Regions from separate parts of the Sus scrofa genome. Here regions 1, 2 and 3 are each linked to region 4. The links are chromatin contacts, called in public Hi-C, HiChIP or PLAC-seq and promoter capture Hi-C maps. All regions are on one chromosome and are shown on one strand. Each heading gives the region's core, a stretch centred on a gene start, on an enhancer-like site or on the middle of the called end of the contact. The rest is flanking DNA. Distances are from core to core; before and after follow the strand shown. Region 1 overlaps MAML2 (mastermind-like protein 2). Region 2 holds the start of MTMR2 (myotubularin-related protein 2). Region 3 overlaps MAML2 (mastermind-like protein 2). Region 4 holds the start of MAML2 (mastermind-like protein 2).

Region 1 (4,494 bases), core at 824-3,323, 350 kb before region 4:
GCAAAAGCAGGGTAATAGACATGCTCTGTGCACACACCACCACCAAAGAGGAGGGCAGACTACCTAAGACACCTCTCTGTCCCAACCCTGGGACCTGACCCTACCCTCACCCTGTATAAGGAACCAACTCTCTCCCCACCCACCCCTCCGCACCCACCCTTGTGAGCAAGCAGGCAAGGGCATCTGTTGTTTGTTGTTGCTGCCCCTCTGCTATATATAGCAGGGGCTGGAGTAAAGGCTCCTGAGTTTTCCTGTCTGGCTTCTCAACAATTTCCATTGATTAAAAAGGCCAAGAGCCCAGGATAGTCACAAGACCATCTGGTAGATTATATATGCAATGACCCAACCTTTTAGTGGGACAAATCATCATGTTCACAAGGGAGCAGCAGAGTGTAAGGATGATATAAGTTTATAGGAAGCTGGATGCATGTTTTAATATATGGAAAATATGGTAAACAAATGCTTTACCAAATTTCTTTATTGACTTAAGATCTTTTCCAGGAATCACCCTGGCAAGTGCTAACTCAATGAGCTCACAAATTGTGTCTAAAAAATCTGGCAGAAAATTAAGGGAACATTGGAACTCTTTTAAATGGGAACCCCTTTTTTTCTTTGAGGACAAATTAGCTGTTTTCTGTGTTATCACCTATATTTCTCTTAAAGCCAGTTTGAAGTCCTTTTAAAAAAATATCCAAGTTAGGAATTAGAAACAACCCCCCTTATCCCAGCTCTAACAGCTAATTCACCAATCCCCTCTTCTTTAAAATTTCAGGCATAAATGTTTAAAGAAAGAGTACATATGAAGAAAACCTTGTAAATCTCAGTAATAAACACCAGAGCATAGGTCTGGCCCCTAGCTCTGACTTTGATAAAATGGTTCTGTAAATCATGGTCAATATGTGAGAGATCTTAAAAAAAAATGTTAATAAAAATGCCAGAATTGCCTCTTTCTTTCATTTTAATGGAATGAAAGGGTTGTGTGAAGCAGGATTGATTTCAGCAAAAGTAGAATGGGATCCAATTAGACATGTCCTAAAGCAGCAAACAAAAATATCCCTGGTTTCATTGAAGTATATTGAAATGTTAAGGCTCATTGAATTCAGTCAGTTTTACTATTTAAAGCAGTTTGGTGAGCTGAACAGTGATGCAGTAAGTTTCACAAAGCAAGCAGTTATCAGGCAGGTATTGTTCTCTTAATATTGAAAACAAGTCCCTGAAAAATATTTGTCTTGTTCTGGGTATCTGGGTAAAATGGCTTTCTGTTTCTCTTAACTTATTTTGGAAGGGGGATATATAATGATTTTTTTTTCCCCACAAAAATGAAGTAATGTAAGTTCCTTGGGATCTATGAGAGTATTTTGGCTTGGAATGACTACCCTTTCTTTTTCTTGGCTACCAGAGCTAGGCATCTGCAATTTGCAAAACAAATTCAAGATAAAGTACCCAGCTGGGCAAGTTAGTACAGTAGATCTCACAAACTGGTTTGCCGTTCAATCGATCTTTCTTTTTTCCCTGCTTGTCTCTTTCCCCCTTTCCCTCTTCTTTCCCTGTCCCTGTGAACTAACTGCTCAACTGTTCCTCCGGGCTATTCATCTTTTGAACTGTCTACTTATGAAGCCATTTATTTATCTCTATGCCTGAGAAATAAGTTGCCTTAACTGTTTCAGATTCCCTACAAGATGGCAGGTCCACTTAAGTTGTTTATTTGGGGCATGGATGGTGAGGTGGCTGTGGGTGGCTAAAATACTCGAAAGGCTATTGTTTGACACAACAATGACAATGACAACAAAACAATAGTTGGGAAATCATCCAGGAAACAACTTTTAAACAGAAAGATGGAAGGGATAAAACACTGCTATCTTCAGGTTTCCAGTCATTTATTTGCAGGGTCGCTAAACCATGACCTGACTGGTCAAATCCAACTTACCACCTTTTTTGGTAAATAAAATTTTACTGGAACCAAGCCATACACATTCATTTATATATTGTCTGCGGCTACTGCCACACTGTGACAGAGTTGAATAGCTGTGACAGAGACCTTATGGCCCACAAAGCCTAAAATATTTGCTACTGACCCTCTATGGAAAAAATTTGCTGCCCCTTGCTCTATTTGGCTATCCTAGTCAAATCAGGCTAAGTACTTTGGTCTTTTACATTAAATTGATAAAATGCTTTAGAGAAAAGTACTCAGAAATTCTTGGAATGAACAGGCACGTTGAGAATAAGAAGTATCTATCACGAGGCTTGTTTACAAGAGCCCTCCACTCCAGCTACCATTACAAACAGCAGAAACTAAAAAGCAACTTACAGATCTTTCATCCAACTGCATTTTACAGTTGAAGATACTTCCCAGAAGAGCCAAGGATTTGACTTGTACAAGGTCACAAAACCTAACTAAAAGATAAAGAACCATATCCAAATCCAGGCAAATATATTAAGGAGAAATGACTGGAATAAAGTCTATGAGTTTGAGAGAATTACAGCTTGTCTGGCCTGTTGGGGAGGTGGGAAGTGGGGAGGGGAAATGTTGAAAGGTAGAATATGCAAACACAGGAGGGTGTATTTAGATAGATATTTTTCTTTATCCTTTGCAACTACGAACAGTAGCTGCTTTTCTCTTCTATTTAATGGGGCATTTTTCTTCCCTTGCTCAGAATCTTCCCCACTCTGCAGGGAAGCCCTGATCATACGTTTATAATCTGTTTTGTTCAAATGATTAGAATGAGGTTGTGGTCACTGTAGAGTTCATCCATCAGATGTTACCTAATTTTCAAGTCACCAGGACACTGTGTCTATTCTTAGCCTCTGGGATGGACACTTATTATGGGTTGGCACAGAAGTCCAGTTCCATGAGCGAGGAAGCAGCATTTAGGTGGGAGAGTGGCCAGGAACAAAACGTCAGTGGGTCAGGGTGGAGTGGGAAGAGTTTGGTAACTCAGGGGAAGGAATGAGAAATTTTTCTTAAAAGAGAAACTCTTCAACTTTAGAAGGCCTCTTTGTGGCAGACCTGAAATTTCTGCTTGGTGTGTTAACTTTCTGCCCCTAGAGCAGTGGTTTCAAACTGTTCTTTGGATAACAGAGCCTTTTGAGGATTTCACAAAGTTATGGATTCTGTCTCTCCTCCCCTCCTCTCAAGTACACATACAACTCACAATTTTGTTTACAGTTTCAGGGAGTTTACAAATCTTCCAAACATCCCTAGACCATCCAGAGACCTCAGGTTGAGACTCCACCTCCCATCCCCCAAAGGTTGGTGTTTATGAAAGAAATGAAACAACTTTCCTTTTGGATGCATCCTCCCCATTGCACTCCCAGGTTAAGACTCTTTGCAGCTCCTCATTGCCTTTGGAATCAAGTCCTCACTTCCCCAAATGGTATAGAGATAAGTCCCTCCATGATCTGGCCTCTGAATCTTTCTCCAGCTTCATCTCTCAACACATCCTTTCTTCACTTTATCCTATAGTGATATGATACCACTTGAAATTCTCCAGACTCACAGTTCTTTCTCCTCCTCACATTTTTTGCACATGCTCACATCCCCTCTCTGTGGAACACTCTTCCCCTGCCCCTCCCTCCCAAGCAAATATGCATTCTTTGTAGGCTCAGGTCAGATGTCACTTTTTCAGGACATCCTCTCAGACCTCCCAAGGCTGTTAGTACCCCTCTTTTGTGCTTCCCTAACAGCTAGTACTAGCCGGTTAGGCAGCATTTGTTACTCTGTATCACAATTGCTTGTTTGCTTATATCTCTCGCCATTTTAAATGCTTATAAGGCTGGTATGTTCATCATGATATTCTCAGGGGCCAGGGGATTCTCCATATATGTTTTTGTGTAATTAAAGACATGAATAGATGAAGAAGCAGTGTGAAGTAGAATATGGGGACAGAATTTCTTGCTGCAAGACAGATGGGATGAAAACACTAGGTCTTTTCAAAGGCAACTGGCAAGTCAATGCAGGAGAGAAGGCAAAGGTTGAGCTGAGTTGTTAAATCCAGTGTCACTTTTACAGGCATGCCACCTTATAGGGGCCCACGGCATAAAGGCTGTGTTAGGAAGGAGAATAGCTAGTGCTGAGTAGTGATGGAGATGATGATGATCTGTATTGGCAGGAGAAGGCACAGTAGGGTACAATTTCTACTGACAGTTACTACTTTTTTTTTTTTTTGATCTTTTTTGTCTTTTTAGGGCTGCACCTGTGGCATATAGAGGTTCCCAGGCTAGGGGTCAAATCAGAGCTGTAGCCTCGGCCTACATCACAGCCACAGCCACGTGGGATCCGAGTGGCATCTGCGACCTACACCACAGCTCACGGCAATGCCGGATCCTTAACCCACTGAGCGAGGCCAGGGATCGAACCTGCAACCTCGTGGTTCCTAGCTGGATGCGTTTCCTCTGTGCCACAACAGGAACTCCTTCCATTTTTTAAAGCTATGTGCCAAGCCATGTGTTGAGGGCTTGGCAGTGAATACTTATTTAATTTCTGCAATAATTCTG
Region 2 (4,551 bases), core at 1,557-4,056, 400 kb before region 4:
TAACCATACTGTCCACCATCCCTGTGTATTAGAATCACCTGTGATTGACTATTACCCCAGATTAAGTTTAAAATTAAGCTTTCTAACAATTGTCTACAACGCAGCTATTCTACAATGTTGATTAAAAAGAGTGTCACAAATAGGTGTAATGATTCAGAAACAAAGATATGAAAGAATTCAGTAAGGTCAATTCCATTCAGTAGCCATTCAATAAATGTTATTTTTCTACCTTCCAAAGAAGAGGAATGAAAGCTGGCATTTTACTCCTCATATTTTCATCCAGAGAGGCTGAAGCTAAGCTAACATACTCTAGTCCAAATTCAAGTTCTTAATTTTCTCAAATTCATATATAATATGTTTCATTAAGAAGTTACGATATTTATAAACTTTAAAGTTGCTGGGTTGTTTTTTTTTTTTTTTTGGAAATAAATGTGCTTAGGTGGCAAATTAGGTACATTAGTTTGTAATAATAACACACATTTATTTAGTGTAATCCCAAAAATCCATAACAGGAGTTCCCGTCGTGGCTCAGCGGAAAGGAACCCAACTAGTATCCATGACAATGTGGGTTCAATCCCCGGCCTCGCTCAGTGGGTCAGGGATCCCGCGTTGCTGTGGCTGTAGGCCAGCAGCTACAACTCAGATTCGACCCCTAGCCTGGGAACTTCCAGGTGCCGCAGGTGTGGCCCTTTTAAAAAAAAAAGCAAAAAAATCCATAACAAAGGTTATTATCATTAAGTATTATCATTAGGATAAAGTATTATTATTAAGATAAAGAATGACAGAATTTTAAAGCTCCAAGGGACCTTACCGGTTTTCTAGATAAACCCCCTTATTTCCAAAGATGAGAAAAATGCAAATCAGAAGGTTAAGACACAGCCCAAATCACTGGCTAAGCCAGGTCTTTAAAAGAGACTGAGCCTGACTTAGCACTTTCTAACAAGACTATGCTGCCTCCTGTGGTTCCAAATCCTCTCACTTGGATGAGATTACTAGTTGCCACATTTGTCTTTACATTCTATCCTGAGCCACAGTTGTCATTTGTAACTTTCCCATAAAATTATAATTTTCCAACCTGTTTCCTGAATGATTTGACAGCTGAGTATAATCCCCAGCTTTCTAGATTTCATAGTAATAAACATAAACCTGAAAAATACTTGAAACAAGTATACACTATACATAATCACACAAAGAAAAATTTTTCTCTCCTGGGTATTCAATCTACAAATTCAAAAATGCATTTAATAAGCATCTCTGACAGACAGGGTCTCTGTTAAATGCTGGTGATATGAAGATAAATAAGATATACTCCTCATCCTCAGTAGTTTATAGCCTAATAGAGAAGACAATTAAACCAGCAATTACACTCTGCTTGTTAAGGACGCTGAAAGATAGCTGGGCAGGTTGCTATTAACCAGTATAGGAAAAGAATCTAATTTAGAATGGTGGGACCAGCTTATGAGTTCCTGAACAGCAACAGGAAAAAAAAGTGGTAGTATCACGCAGGTTTAGCAGAGTCCAAAATGAATTATGAGACACAACAACTTCAACTCACAAGGAAAAAAAAGAAAATTATGTTTTCACACAATGGCTTAGTAACTCTCTAATAACTATTTCTTGAAAATAATTTGATTTCATTGCGGCTATATAACAATTACAAATCTTTTTAATTTCCTAATAAAATTTTAAATCACAATCTGAAAACCCAAAGAAAAAAACTGCATCAGAAACATACATATGTAACATTTACGACAGCTCCCTGCGAAGCTGCATACTAAAATTCTGCTCAAAATTCCAGGGGAAAAAAATCCCATTTAGTACATGAGAAATAACCTGGAGAACCGATGGCCCAAGAAGGGAGAAAACTACCACTCATCAGTTAATCAGGAATAATGACTTTCAGCTGTAAGATTTAGACCAGAAACGCACAGCGGTGGGGCATTTTTACTTACATTTAAAACAAAGTTGGGGGGATGGAGATTGGAGTGTAAGGAAAACTGTAAAAAAAATAAAATAAAATAAGAGAAGGGAAAGTGAGGAAAAGGTGAGAAAGAACCCAAAAACCAAACGACGGATGAAAGAAAAACTAAAGGCTGGTTCTGGAAAGAGTGGTCAAGAGACGAAAAAAAAAAAAAAAAAGGCAGGGAGGAAATGAGGGAAAAGGGGAGAGAGCTGGGGGAAGGGCTGTTCCAAGAAATGAATTTAGAGGCAATAAGCGATCAGAGAAAGCAAAGGAATGGCTCCTGCAACTGCGAATAAAACGACATGAGAATATGGGGGTGGGACTGATAAAGAAGCAATGAGTTTTAATCTCCTCTTTCCCAGTCTCCAACCCCCAGTGAGGGAGGAAGAAGCGGTTTCCAGTCCTAGGAAAGGAATTCCGGCGCAGCCTTCTTGAACCAGAATCCAGAATTGGGGTACCATCCAGCAGATCCCCGGCCCCTCTCCATCCCCCTCGGACGCTAGGCGGGGCCCTGGGCGTCCCGGTTACCTGGACAGGGAATCCACGCTGGGCGGCCGTGCTACCACCGGCTGGGAGCCAAGACTCTCGCAGCTCGAGCTTTTCTCCATGGCTCGGCGGGGATAGCGGGAGGAAAAAGCTGCAGCGACCTTCTCGGCTACCGGGCAGAAGGAGCGGAGGGTGGAGTGCGTCGGGGAAGGACCGCGGTCAGGCCCGCGCCGGCCCGGGAGGGAGACCGGAAGCGGCCATGTTCCCCCAGCCTGCACCGCGCGCGGGGGCTGCCGGGGAGCCGGCGGACCCCGCGGCGCCCCTCGGTCGACTGCTTTGACGCGGCTCGCGCACTTGCGCAGTAACGGGGCGGGGGGGAAAGGCAGGTGAAGGAGATGAGCTGCTAATATCACTACCTACTTCGTAAGAGTTGTTACTGGATGGAATGGACTAATATGTATAAACAGTTTGTAGCACCACTTCAAAAACGGTAGCTGTAGGCAGGGAAGCTATAGGCAGGGGGCAGAGAAGTAAGACGTGATTGATGTGAGAGGGTAATGTGAAATATATGACAAGTAGGGGAAAAAGTTAATGCTCATCGTTCTATTTCCATTGCATCCCTGAGCCAGCATTGTAGAGAGGGCACTAGAAAAGAAGCTGAAACTTTAAGCCCTGCTGTGATTTGAATTGAAGTCTGTGTGATCTAGAAGTATCTGAAGGAAAAAATCACTTTGGAATTAATCCATTGTCCACACAGAAAGGTATGGGAAGAGGAAATGGGGAGGGAATTGTTAAATGTACCAAAAAATTAGACACATATACCACTGGGTGCAGTGGTGTCGGATAGAGGGCAAACTTGTAGGGATCTTTCCCTGCCCTCTCAAATTCCCAGGCAGGGCAGGAAGGGAGGGGAGAGTAATAGAACTGTGATAAGAGAACAGGAACTGGGTGAAGGGGAAATGCTTCTGCTGGTAATTTTCTGTTACAGAGGATAAAGGAAGGACATAGAAAGGATACCAAAAAGAATTTTGTTGATTGAGACTGAGTCTCCATCACCTGACGTATATGGTATAAAAATATGCGAAGATTATTTTTGTAAAAATTTAGCCAGTCATTTTATAAACAAAACAGTTCCCTGCTAAGATAAATGGCATTATGTTGATTTAAACTAGATTTAATGTATACTGACAACTAATGTTTTTAAGAAAATCTTGAAGTGTAGGGCCAGTGAAATACGAATTTGCGAGTACATTCCCCTGAAAAACCACCAGCCTGGTTGTGTTCCACATAAACTAGGGTGTTTATTAATATGAATGAACATACATTTAAGCAAAAAGACTTGGCCTTTCTCTTCCAGCTTGGCAGGGACAGGATGGCATTTGTAAAGAGATCTCATTTGTAAAGAGATCTTAATTGTATTTCTTAACCTTAACTGATAGGCAAAGAGAAGAGGTGTTTGAGAATTCTTAACAAGCATAAACATCTACAATGAGTCATAAAAGAATCTGCTTATTGCTTCTCCACCCCTACTTACCCTCCAAAATGCTGGCTCACTGTCACATTATACCTTGACATAGATTTTTCCAAGCTAAATTTGGTAAGGACTTAAATCCTTAAATAGTAGACCCATATTCTTTCTACTACTCAGTTAATTTCTAGCAGCATTGCCTTCACAGAGCGCTTGAAACCATCTGCCTGATAGTATAATAGTTTGTGTATGTGTTTATTTGATGATTAATAAAGAACAATAATGTTAAGTGTAAAGACTTCGAAACCAGACAAATCTGAAATGGAATCCTGATTCTTTCACATACCTGCTCTATGATTTTGATTTCATTGCTTCTCCAAGACTTAGTTTTCTCATTTCTAAAATAGGAATTAAAATACCCATATAATGTTTTTTTTTTTTTTCCTCTACACAGAGTTGGTTGCACAGTAGGTTCGGTAAATGGATCCGTTGCTCTCAGATCCTATTATGCTATATTATGCTATTATGTTCTTCCTCTGAACTTATTGCTTTACTGCTTTCTTTTTTGGCTACACCCATAGGATATGGAAGTTCCTGGGCCAGAATTGAATTCACGCTGGAGCTGTGACTTAAG
Region 3 (4,306 bases), core at 1,330-3,829, 290 kb before region 4:
GAGCTCTTTATGGAAAAAGGTTGCCTACTGCTGCTCTTCTGGCAACTACAATTCCCAGCTTATAGCCTTCTGAGTAGGCTGATGTCAAATGCAGTGTATAGTAGTCCTGTGAGCCTGAATGTCCAGTTGAGCTTAAGAACTACCTGCTGGATGCTGCAGGCTGGTTTAGTGTCATGGTGGCTTCCTTTGGGTAACACGAGAGGTGTAACTTTTTGGGAAGGGATCTGGAACAAATGAGGTTTCTTATAGTGCCTTCTTATAGTGCCTTTTATCTGTATAAACTCAATTTCTATTTTTTTTTCCTCTCTTTTTCTAAGGCCACAACTGCAGCATATGGAAGTTCCTGGGGTAGGGGCTGAAATCATAGCTGCAGCTGCTGGCTTATGCCACAGCCACAGCAATGCTGGATCTGAGGCTGGCAACACCGGATCTTTAACCCTTTGAGTGAGGCCAGGGATTGAACCCACGTCCTCACAGAAACTATGTGGGGTTCTTAACCTGCTGAGCCACAATGGGAACTCCTAAACTCAAATTATTTTGTCCATCCATCTACCCATCCAGTCTACCAAAGATCCAGCATTTATTCAGAGTCTACAAATGTGCCAAGCATTGTGCTAGATACAAGAAATATACAAGGTCCTTTCTCTTAACTAGCCCCCATATTTTATGGAACTAAGAGATATATATTGATTATTTAGTAATAATAATAATAGTGGTCAATATTTCTTAAATACCAGATACTATGTTAAGCCCTTGACATTCATCTTCTCATTTAATCCTTAGCAAGAAAAAAGTAGATATTCTATATATTTTGCAGACAATGAAAATGAGGTACAGAGAGGTTGCCTCAAAGTTATAGCTCCAGTGTGGAGTTTGAACTCAGGCAGTCTGACCTAAACAGTACATCATTTACTGTGGTGTGCACCTTGATAATAGTTAGCTGTTATTAATATTTACTAAGCTATTTTCACATGGAAACAAATAAGGGAATCAGAAGCCCATCTCCTCTTTGCCACACCTTAGTGCCTCAGATTTAATCCGCTTCTGCCCAGTCTTTACTAAACATGGCCTTGACCACCAAAAGCTTCATACAACCATCTTCTATGAAGGCGCTCTTGGCTCCCCATCTCCTACGATGCCTGAAAGCCTGCCAATTAAAATCCGAGTTAACAAGCAACTACCCAGGAGCAATCAGGATAACCAGGGATATAGTGAAGGGCCAAAAAAAAAAAAAGCAAAAATTTACCTGGATCTCTCTGTGTATCAGACTTATTCTTTCTCCAGAGAAGGCATTAGCTACTCTCTGAGCCAACCTAACCAGCTTCCTCTCCCGGTTCTGAAGGCCTTGGCTCACAGTTGGGCAAAAGTGAGAACTGTGACATTTTCTGTCTCCAATGATTCCCTTTAGAAACCAGATTACGAGACAAAATAATGTCTTTGAAGTGACAAGCACTGTGCCTGTCACTCAATAAACCACAGCTATTATTATTCTTTCTATGTTGCCTGCAAAATGTTGAAAATTATCAGAAAGGCGGACACCTCAGTGGCTTTAGCACCTAGTATATCCTTTTTAATCATAATCTCCGTATGTCTGTCAGGAACATTCGTTAGGTACGCACTGGGTGGGCTGCGGGGTAGCAGAGGCAATAAAGAGATCCTTCAGGTCCTTCGGGATGCTTCTGACACACTTAGGAACACAGGCTGGGAAATCTAAAGGTGCCTCACAAACCCTTACCAAGAGCACCTGCCACGTAGCAATTTCCAGCTTTCCTAGTCTCCTCCAGGAAGGGGGCTGACTGGTCTGCAGAGGAAGCTTGCTATTATTAATACTGACTAAGCTGTTTCCACGTAGAGATAAATAAGGGAATCAGAAGTCAATCTCCCCTTGGACACACCCCATCACCTCAGATTTAACTACTCCACTCTGCTTCTCCAGACTTCCCTAAACATGGCCTTGACCGGCAGCCAACCCAGCTCAGTCCTAAACCTTTGGTCAGGAGGAGAAACCATAATGCTGGACTGTGATACTTTTCTGTTCACCAGAGTGGATTTAACTACTCCACTCTGCTTCTCCAGACTTCCCTAAACATGGCCTTGACCAGCAGCCAACCCAGCTCAGTCCCAAACCTTTGGTCAGGAGGAAAACCCATAATGCTGGACCGTGACTCCTTTCTGTTCACCAAGGACTGTCCGCGTCTGGCCTGTCTGGATCTCGGGACCCAGGCCAGTTTCCTACTCTGGGATTTCCTTCGACTCCTAAAAGAACAAAGAAATTCTCCCTGTATTCCACTTCCAGAGAGGCTCAGGTCTCTCTGAAGATTCAGGACCTAGCCTAGATTTTGAAATCTTGAGCTCTTGTGCTTCTTTGACCAGGATGAGTCCCAGAGCCAAAAATAATGCGGGACAAAAGATCTCAGGAAAAGGCCCACGTTGGGTCATGGGCTTGTCTGGCCTGGAAGTCCGGGCTGAGGCTTAGGGGCTGGTCTGTCGGAGACGTGGACATCAAAGGACGGACAAACCCGAACCCCACTCAGTTCATTCAGCAAACATTTACCAAGCAGGTACTGTGCTATACCCCGTGGGCGGCAAGTTGACAAAGACAAGGTGCCTTCCCTTGAGGAATTCAGAGTCATTTATGGTTCATGTAACATCAAACACAGCCATCAGTTTCTCAGAAAAAAACAAAAACAAGAACAAAACCCCACCACATTGATTCTCAAACTCTCGCAGTAGAAATGCTCAGTTTCCTCTAGCCCAGAGTTCTAAAATGTCTGACTCAATGAAGAAAAATGCCATCAACTGCCACCAGAGCCTCCCCAAATGAGAATTCTGTAGCAGAGTGATCCTGATTATCTCAGAAATCCCAGGCAGAAATGGAAGCAATATAAATAAACATAAAAGAAAATAGAGGTGCTGTAACACAACTATAAATTGCTTTTCTCCCCGACTTTCTTCCAATCATCCAGGGCAAAAGAGGGAAGTTGGTCTCTGTGGCAGAGAATAGACCAGCAGCTGTTCTATATCCTGCCAAGAGGAGAGAGACTTCTTATAAATAATAGCCAACAATATGTCCTCTGGGACCAGAGATTCAGCCAGTTGGAGGGGGGGAGGGCGGAGGGGAGAGGGAGGGTTAATGGGATGGGGGGTGACCGACACAGCAGAGGGCGAATTAGGAGAAACCCTATCAAATTTTCCTGTGTACTTATGTTTCTATTACCTCATTAGGGTGATTACATAATGCCACTCCATTTATAAACTGCAAGGGAAGTAAGGGCAGCATCCTCATTAGCAGAGGCTGATGCGAGACATTAACATACCAGGCAGTCATGTGGGCAAACAATGAAGATGTTCGCAGAACATCTTTTCTTTCTCTCTTCATCGCTTTGGTATTTTGTCTGCTCCTTCCCTCCCTTTAGCCATATATGTGGATCTGTGGCTCAGACCTGAAGCCGACCACGTGGGCGCCCTCGTATTGAGAGCGCTTCATGTGAGAGAGGTATGGCATCGCTTTTACTGCTTTATGCTCTATTAGGAGGGAGAAAAAAGAACCATCTTAGAGCCATGTAGGGGTCTCTCCTTGAAAACTCCACAGAGGGCTTCCAGCCAGATGCAGACTGAAGTTCGGAAATGTCTTACTTCCTAGGAGCTTTTTCCACTTTTCCTGGACTCTGACTTGTCCTGATTCGAAGTTATAGCTCTAGATGGGGATATTTTGAGGGGCTGCTGTTTCTGGATATAGTACTAATTTGCATCTCAATTTTAAAAAGAGCTCACTCGGACAGTAAAATTCACTAAGTAATATTTAATAAAAGAGGACACTGAGTCCCTAAAAGGTGAAACAACTGGCTCAGATAATCAGAGGAGGAGCCCAGGCTGGAAGCCAGCATCAACAGGAGTTCCACAGAAAGGGACTGTAATTTACAATTTCTAAGAGAGGTTGGATTGAGTGTCTGCTTTACCATGGACTCATCTAATGAGGGGATGGTGTGGGCCACGAGGGGGTGTTAGGTAGAGACTGATCTTTTCACGGTCCCTTGGAGGAAGAATTAGCTGTTTAGCTTATATTTATGTCTTATATGTGGTTTTAATTTGATATACCACCTTTTATTCTTACATAACACTATTTCATCTCTCTCTCTCTTTTCCTTTTCTCTTATATTATCTCTGGCTTTAATTTCGGGCACTCCCAAATGCATTATTGCAAAGTTATCCTTTTTCTGAAGGTGAGCACTTATTTCACGTTTGTTCTTATGATTGGAAAACTAGGTGAAAAGTCCAGGGGATCTAGCACTGTGCAAGAACAGGA
Region 4 (4,817 bases), core at 1,808-4,307:
CTGTGGAAAGAAGCTAGATGAGGACAGTGGGGGAGTAGACAGGAAACCAGGGAGGAGGCCTCTTAAGAACGTTCCCTCATCAGTCTTTGGGATATTTCCCCAAATTCTGGTTCGTTTATTTTTTGGCTGCCTCCATGGCATGCAGAAGTTCCTGGACCAGGGATTGAACCCGTGCCACAGCAGTGACAGTGCTGGATCCTTAACCCACTGAGCCACCAGGGAGCTCCCCAAATTTTTGTTTTTGAGTGAGAGGACACTCTGGGAACTTGCTCTGTGAGCGGTGACAACGTCTGTTCTCTTAACCCAAAGAGAACGGGCCACTTCAGAGAGAGAGGGGGAAAGTGGGACAAGAAAGAAAAGTCTTAGATAAGGGCAGCTGGACTGCTCAATGCTTTCAGGCTAAGGATGGCTGCTTGGGCTCCTTGGGACAAGGCCTTCCTTTCTCAGCGGCTCCAATCTTGCCGCTTGTAGTCAACTCTTCTACAAGCTGTGGATCCCAGAGAGCTTCAGGAAAACCCAAGTTTCTTACCACTTAAGGATGCTCTACAAGCGGAGGAAAACCCATGAATGAGCACCAGCTGAACTTGACAAGTAAGAGGAACAACACCACACAAACCAGACACCCAACGGCCTCTGAGGTAGTCAGGTGACATCTTGGCCCTCTGCACTGCCATCCATGCTACCTCAGGCCAGGGCCAGCTCCATCTTCACCCAAGGCCACACGACCACAGCCAGAATCAGGAGAAAACCAGGTGCCTTACCGCAATCAAGGCCGAGTTCCTCTGGTCCCCAGGGGTGGAAGCTGATGGCTGCTGCTCCCCGTCGATCCCACCACCGCCACCATTATTGCTACTGTTCAGCAGGTGCTGCTGGTGGTGATGGTGATAGTCTGGCGGCGGCGGTGGGGCCGCTGTCGCTGCCGCTTGGGAGGCTGTAGGAGGGGCAGCAGGTGGCGGTGGAGGGGCTGTAGTGGTGGCGGCAGTGGTAGTGGCCTTGGTGTGTTTGCCAGCCTTCCTCGCCCCCTGGCCGTGCTGGACAAGGCTCAGGAGCTGCAAGGTGCTCTCTCTTTCCCGGTCTGAGCTCTCAGCTCTACCCCGCTCGTAGCGTCCTTCACAGCTCAGGTGGTGCTGGCGGCAGACGGCGATCCGAGCCCGAAGGCGCTCCACTATGGCACTGTGCACCCTAGGGGTGACCGAGCCCCCTCCAAGGAGCCCCGCCCCAGGGGCCCCCCCTAACCCTCCTGTGGGGGCCTGCGGGGGCGCTGTGTCCCCCATCTTACTGGACACAATGATTGCTGCCTCTGGGATGGTGAGGGGGAAGGAGGCAATGGCTGGTTATTGCAGGCAAATCTGCTTTTGACAATGTGCGCGCTCAGTGTTCAGGGCCACATGAATAGAGGTCTTCAGAGGTTTGGAGGGGGGACGGGGAGAAGGTATGGGGGAGGGGAGTTAGTAAAAAGAGGGTGAGGAGAAAGAATGGAAACCAATGGCAGAGGCTAAGTGGGAAACAAACCCTGATCAACTTACTCTAATTGCACTTGACAGCTCTGGAGAAGTTGGCCAGAGTTAGTGGGGGCTTTCCCCCCACCAAGCTGACAAGAGCCACTAGGTACTTTGTAAACACAAGATGGGGGGGGCGAGGGTAGAGCAAGAATTCAGGGATGGTCAAGCGAGAGACAGAAACAGACAGCAAAGGGAAATGAGAGAGGTGTTAATAGAGAGCTGGCCCCCCCCTCACCTAGTTGTTTCCGAAGATTCTTTATGGGGTTGTTTCTGCAGAGAAACACATTTCTACCATGATCTATGTAACCCACAGCATTTACTTTTCCTCAGGTTTTTTTTTTTTTTTTTAAAGTGCTGTTTCAGACGCTTTTTGAAGTCAATGCTCAAAACGTACAAAAATCAAGAGAGACTGTCTTTTGGCTTTTAATTTTTCCTCCCTTTCCCTTCGCTCCGGTGTTTTCTCCTCTTGGGGGGGGGGGTACTGTAGGATGTTGTCTTCTCCCCAAAGAGGGAGACGGCTTTTCAATTGTTAATGTCAGTAATTGGACTTTTGGACCATGCTTTTTTCTTCAGCTAATCCAATCACCGGTAAAAATCCTCATTCCCTCTAAGGTTTCCCAGCCTTAAATGAAAGCAGTCTGAAGTCACTAGCCACTGAGAAGAGAATCCTTCAACACATTTTTTTTTCCTTTCCCGCTTACGTTTCTATTCCTCACCCCCGGCTCGATTCTAATACAGTATCAAGAGAGACAAACTCTTCCGAGAGTAATTTACAAACGATGGTCAAACTTACAAACTTCCAGCAAATTGCACCGAGTCATGTCCAGCCACTTTTCTGTCCACTTTTGTACATTCCATCCCCGGCCAGTGGATCTGAGGGTCTGGACTCTCAATAAGCAATGTGGTTCTACCTCTTGGATTGCTCCGCTTTAGAGATGGAAAAGAAAGTAGCTGGTCTTTTCCTTTCTCTTTCCCGTCTGTTGTTCGCCGCTTGGCTGACACTGGCTCCGCTGCCCGGAGTCACGGCGATACACAGGCTTTCATTGTGCTCCGATAGGAGAGGGAGAGAAAGAGAGTGAGACAGAGGGAGAAAGAGAGAGCCAGCGAGCTGCAGAGGGGGGTGGGGGGGCGGAGGGCGGGGGGAGAGCTGGCCCGAGGCTCCCTGGTGGAAGGCGGGTGCCACTGCACGGGCGAGCCAGGCGGCCGGCGCCGGGGAAAGGGGAACGCAGAGGGCCTCCCAGCGGCTGAAGAGGTGAATCCCAAAGCCTGCGCATCTCCGCGGCGCGCGCAGCTCGGCCTCCGACTGGGCTCGGGGGTGGGGGAGGGGGGAAGGCTGGGGAAATTCCCCAGCCTCTACCCGACGACTTCACGAGCTCGAAACGTTGAAGAAATTCCCGCCCAGGGAATGTATTTTCCCATGCAGACCTCCGTTCTCCCCGCCCTTGCCCCCGAGGATGTCATTTTCATTTTTCAATATGTTGTCGATGACACCCCTGAGCACCTTAGCGAGAGTTGGGTGAGCACGGAGGAAACGCTCATTCGTGTCAGGGAGACACAGGGTGTGTGCGCGCGGGTCGGGGAGGGGGGGAGGGTGGGGGAGGGGAGAGGAACTCGCACCCTCAGCTCCTAAAGGGCAGGAGAGTGTCAGTCTACCTGCCCGCCTGTGGTGTGCGTCTCTGATAAGTCAATAGGGGATTACGAGCGAATCAGTAGCAATAAAAATAAAATACTCTACCATGGTGAAATTACCAATACCAGTTCTAGAAGGGGAAAAAAAAAGATTTCCTTGAAAATACAAGTTTGCCTACGACGAACCAAAAATGCAAGATCTGAGGTCTCCACAGCTGTCCGATTTACATCTATAATGAGGAAAATCATTCCGTTAGCAGTAGTTTCAAGAAGTTTAATAACACAAACCAAATCTCAGACACTGAATGTTGTCCCCTCTTCAGACAATCCTACCTTTAAGGTCTCCAAAAGTATACTGAATTCTGTTTGTTGTCAGTTACGGAGAATAAATTAAGATGAGCACACTGTTATTATAATCAGGACCATAAATGTTCTATGTATCCTAACTTGGAAGTCATTTCAATTTGAGGTCTCAAGCAATGGGGCTTTTTTAATCTAAACCAACTCTGCCATTTCAATAACACGGTCCTACTTCAAACTGAGTTGAAGAGAAATGAATGGGCAAAATCAAAGCAAACATTTTAAGACTGGATTTATCTATAGTTTAGTTCTCTTTAGGCTGGCCTACATTGGTCCATTTCATTTTCACAAATCCTGGAATGTTAGTTTGGAACCAGGAACAAGTGCATTCTGATGGCATATAACTTTGCTACTTTTCATTGGAACATATTTTATCTGTCTCTTCCAAGGCTAAGTTCCTCACCACTCAAGAAGAAAGGCAGAAATATATTGTTGTTGGGTATGCAAATTTGAATAGAGAATTCCCTCTATTAAAAAGAATTCCTCATTAAAAAGTGAATGAGTTTCGATCATATTACATTTTTTTAAAGGTGCATCCATTAGACATTACTTTCTTTCTACCACTCCTGACACTTTATATCCAGCAGTAATACTTGACAAAAGAGAAAAAATTAAATCTAAAACTTACCATTCACTGTACAGTCCTGCAATAGCATGGGTTTTGATTAATAACAGAGTCCTTAGTCAAATCTGCAACTCTTATATAAACTTTGATTTCTATGCTAGATAGGGACATACCTTAAGAACTTGGTCAAGCAAGAATTTGATAAATTTTCATTCTATATTCTAATGGTGTAGGACACTCCTCTACAATGTCTTTTATACACATTTAAACTTATGGCCATTTGATTTCAAGCTGACGTCATCATCCACATCCTCATTTCCATTCACATCAGTTACTATTTATTTACACTCAGTTTCAGGCACAGTACTTCCCTGATTTCTCCCTTAATCTACCCAAATCCTGAGGGAGAGGTATTACTAACTCCACCCAGAAATGAAGAAACTGAGGCTCATCAAAATCAAAACTATTTACATTAAACTAACTAGGAAGTAACAGATTAGGACTTGAACTCAAGACTGATTTCAAACCTATGCTCTCTTAACCACTGGGCTTGCTGCCTCAGTATCAAGTGTGAAAAGAGTTACAGGGAAACCAGACTATCCCCAAAATAGCTCAAGGGCTGTAATTACACTTCAATCAACATGCTGGAGTCTAAGTCCTATAATACCTCCAAGAAATGAGTAGTGAATAGAACTACTCATCTGAATATGGGAGCAGACAAGTGAGAAAATAGTCAATTACATCCAGCTGCCAATAAAATA

Evidence for each region. Promoter capture Hi-C pulls out the DNA fragments that hold promoters and counts their contacts. A called contact is a pair of places that touch in the nucleus more often than the background predicts. HiChIP or PLAC-seq counts read pairs in DNA pulled down with a chosen protein or histone mark.
Region 1: a Hi-C map of omental adipose tissue shows a contact between it and region 4, with 1.7 times the contacts expected there. The contact joins the enhancer-like site here to the promoter of MAML2 in region 4. A contact is called at or near these places in 3 of 5 promoter capture datasets (fetal liver, fetal skeletal muscle and liver), 6 of 47 Hi-C or Micro-C datasets (embryonic fibroblasts, heart right ventricle, mesenteric adipose tissue and 3 more) and 2 of 2 datasets of contacts at active chromatin or transcription factors (alveolar macrophages and skeletal muscle).
Region 2: a contact with region 4 is called in an H3K27ac HiChIP or PLAC-seq map of alveolar macrophages. The contact joins the promoter of MTMR2 here to the promoter of MAML2 in region 4. A contact is called at or near these places in 3 of 5 promoter capture datasets (fetal liver, fetal skeletal muscle and liver), 7 of 47 Hi-C or Micro-C datasets (embryonic fibroblasts, heart right ventricle, liver and 3 more) and 2 of 2 datasets of contacts at active chromatin or transcription factors (alveolar macrophages and skeletal muscle).
Region 3: a promoter capture Hi-C map of liver shows a contact between it and region 4, with 16 times the contacts expected there. The contact joins the enhancer-like site here to the promoter of MAML2 in region 4. A contact is called at or near these places in 5 of 5 promoter capture datasets (fetal liver, fetal skeletal muscle, liver and 1 more), 18 of 47 Hi-C or Micro-C datasets (alveolar macrophages, blood, embryonic fibroblasts and 11 more) and 2 of 2 datasets of contacts at active chromatin or transcription factors (alveolar macrophages and skeletal muscle).

What each region holds. Positions count from the first base shown.
Region 1 is chr9:28,024,763-28,029,256 of Sscrofa11.1, forward strand. All of the region lies in intron 2 of MAML2 (mastermind-like protein 2), which reads right to left. Among named protein-coding and RNA genes, the nearest start is that of MTMR2, 53 kb to the left of the region's middle. Within about 2 kb of position 2,074, at least 15 of the 83 cell types and tissues checked have an H3K27ac peak or open chromatin away from gene starts, as enhancers often do. A contact at or near this core is called in mesenteric adipose tissue, omental adipose tissue, retroperitoneal adipose tissue and 1 more, where this site is marked.
Region 2 is chr9:27,971,642-27,976,192 of Sscrofa11.1, forward strand. It overlaps MTMR2 (myotubularin-related protein 2), which reads right to left and starts at 2,807. Exons shown (of 16, transcript XM_003357252.4): 1 at 2,492-2,807.
Region 3 is chr9:28,077,337-28,081,642 of Sscrofa11.1, forward strand. The region is part of intron 2 of MAML2 (mastermind-like protein 2); the gene reads right to left. Among named protein-coding and RNA genes, the nearest start is that of MTMR2, 110 kb to the left of the region's middle. Within about 2 kb of position 2,580, at least 33 of the 83 cell types and tissues checked have an H3K27ac peak or open chromatin away from gene starts, as enhancers often do. A contact at or near this core is called in alveolar macrophages, fetal liver, liver and 5 more, where this site is marked.
Region 4 is chr9:28,369,925-28,374,741 of Sscrofa11.1, forward strand. MAML2 (mastermind-like protein 2) reads right to left here and starts at 3,058. Exons shown (of 4, transcript XM_021102335.1): 1 at 762-3,058. The coding sequence starts at 1,274.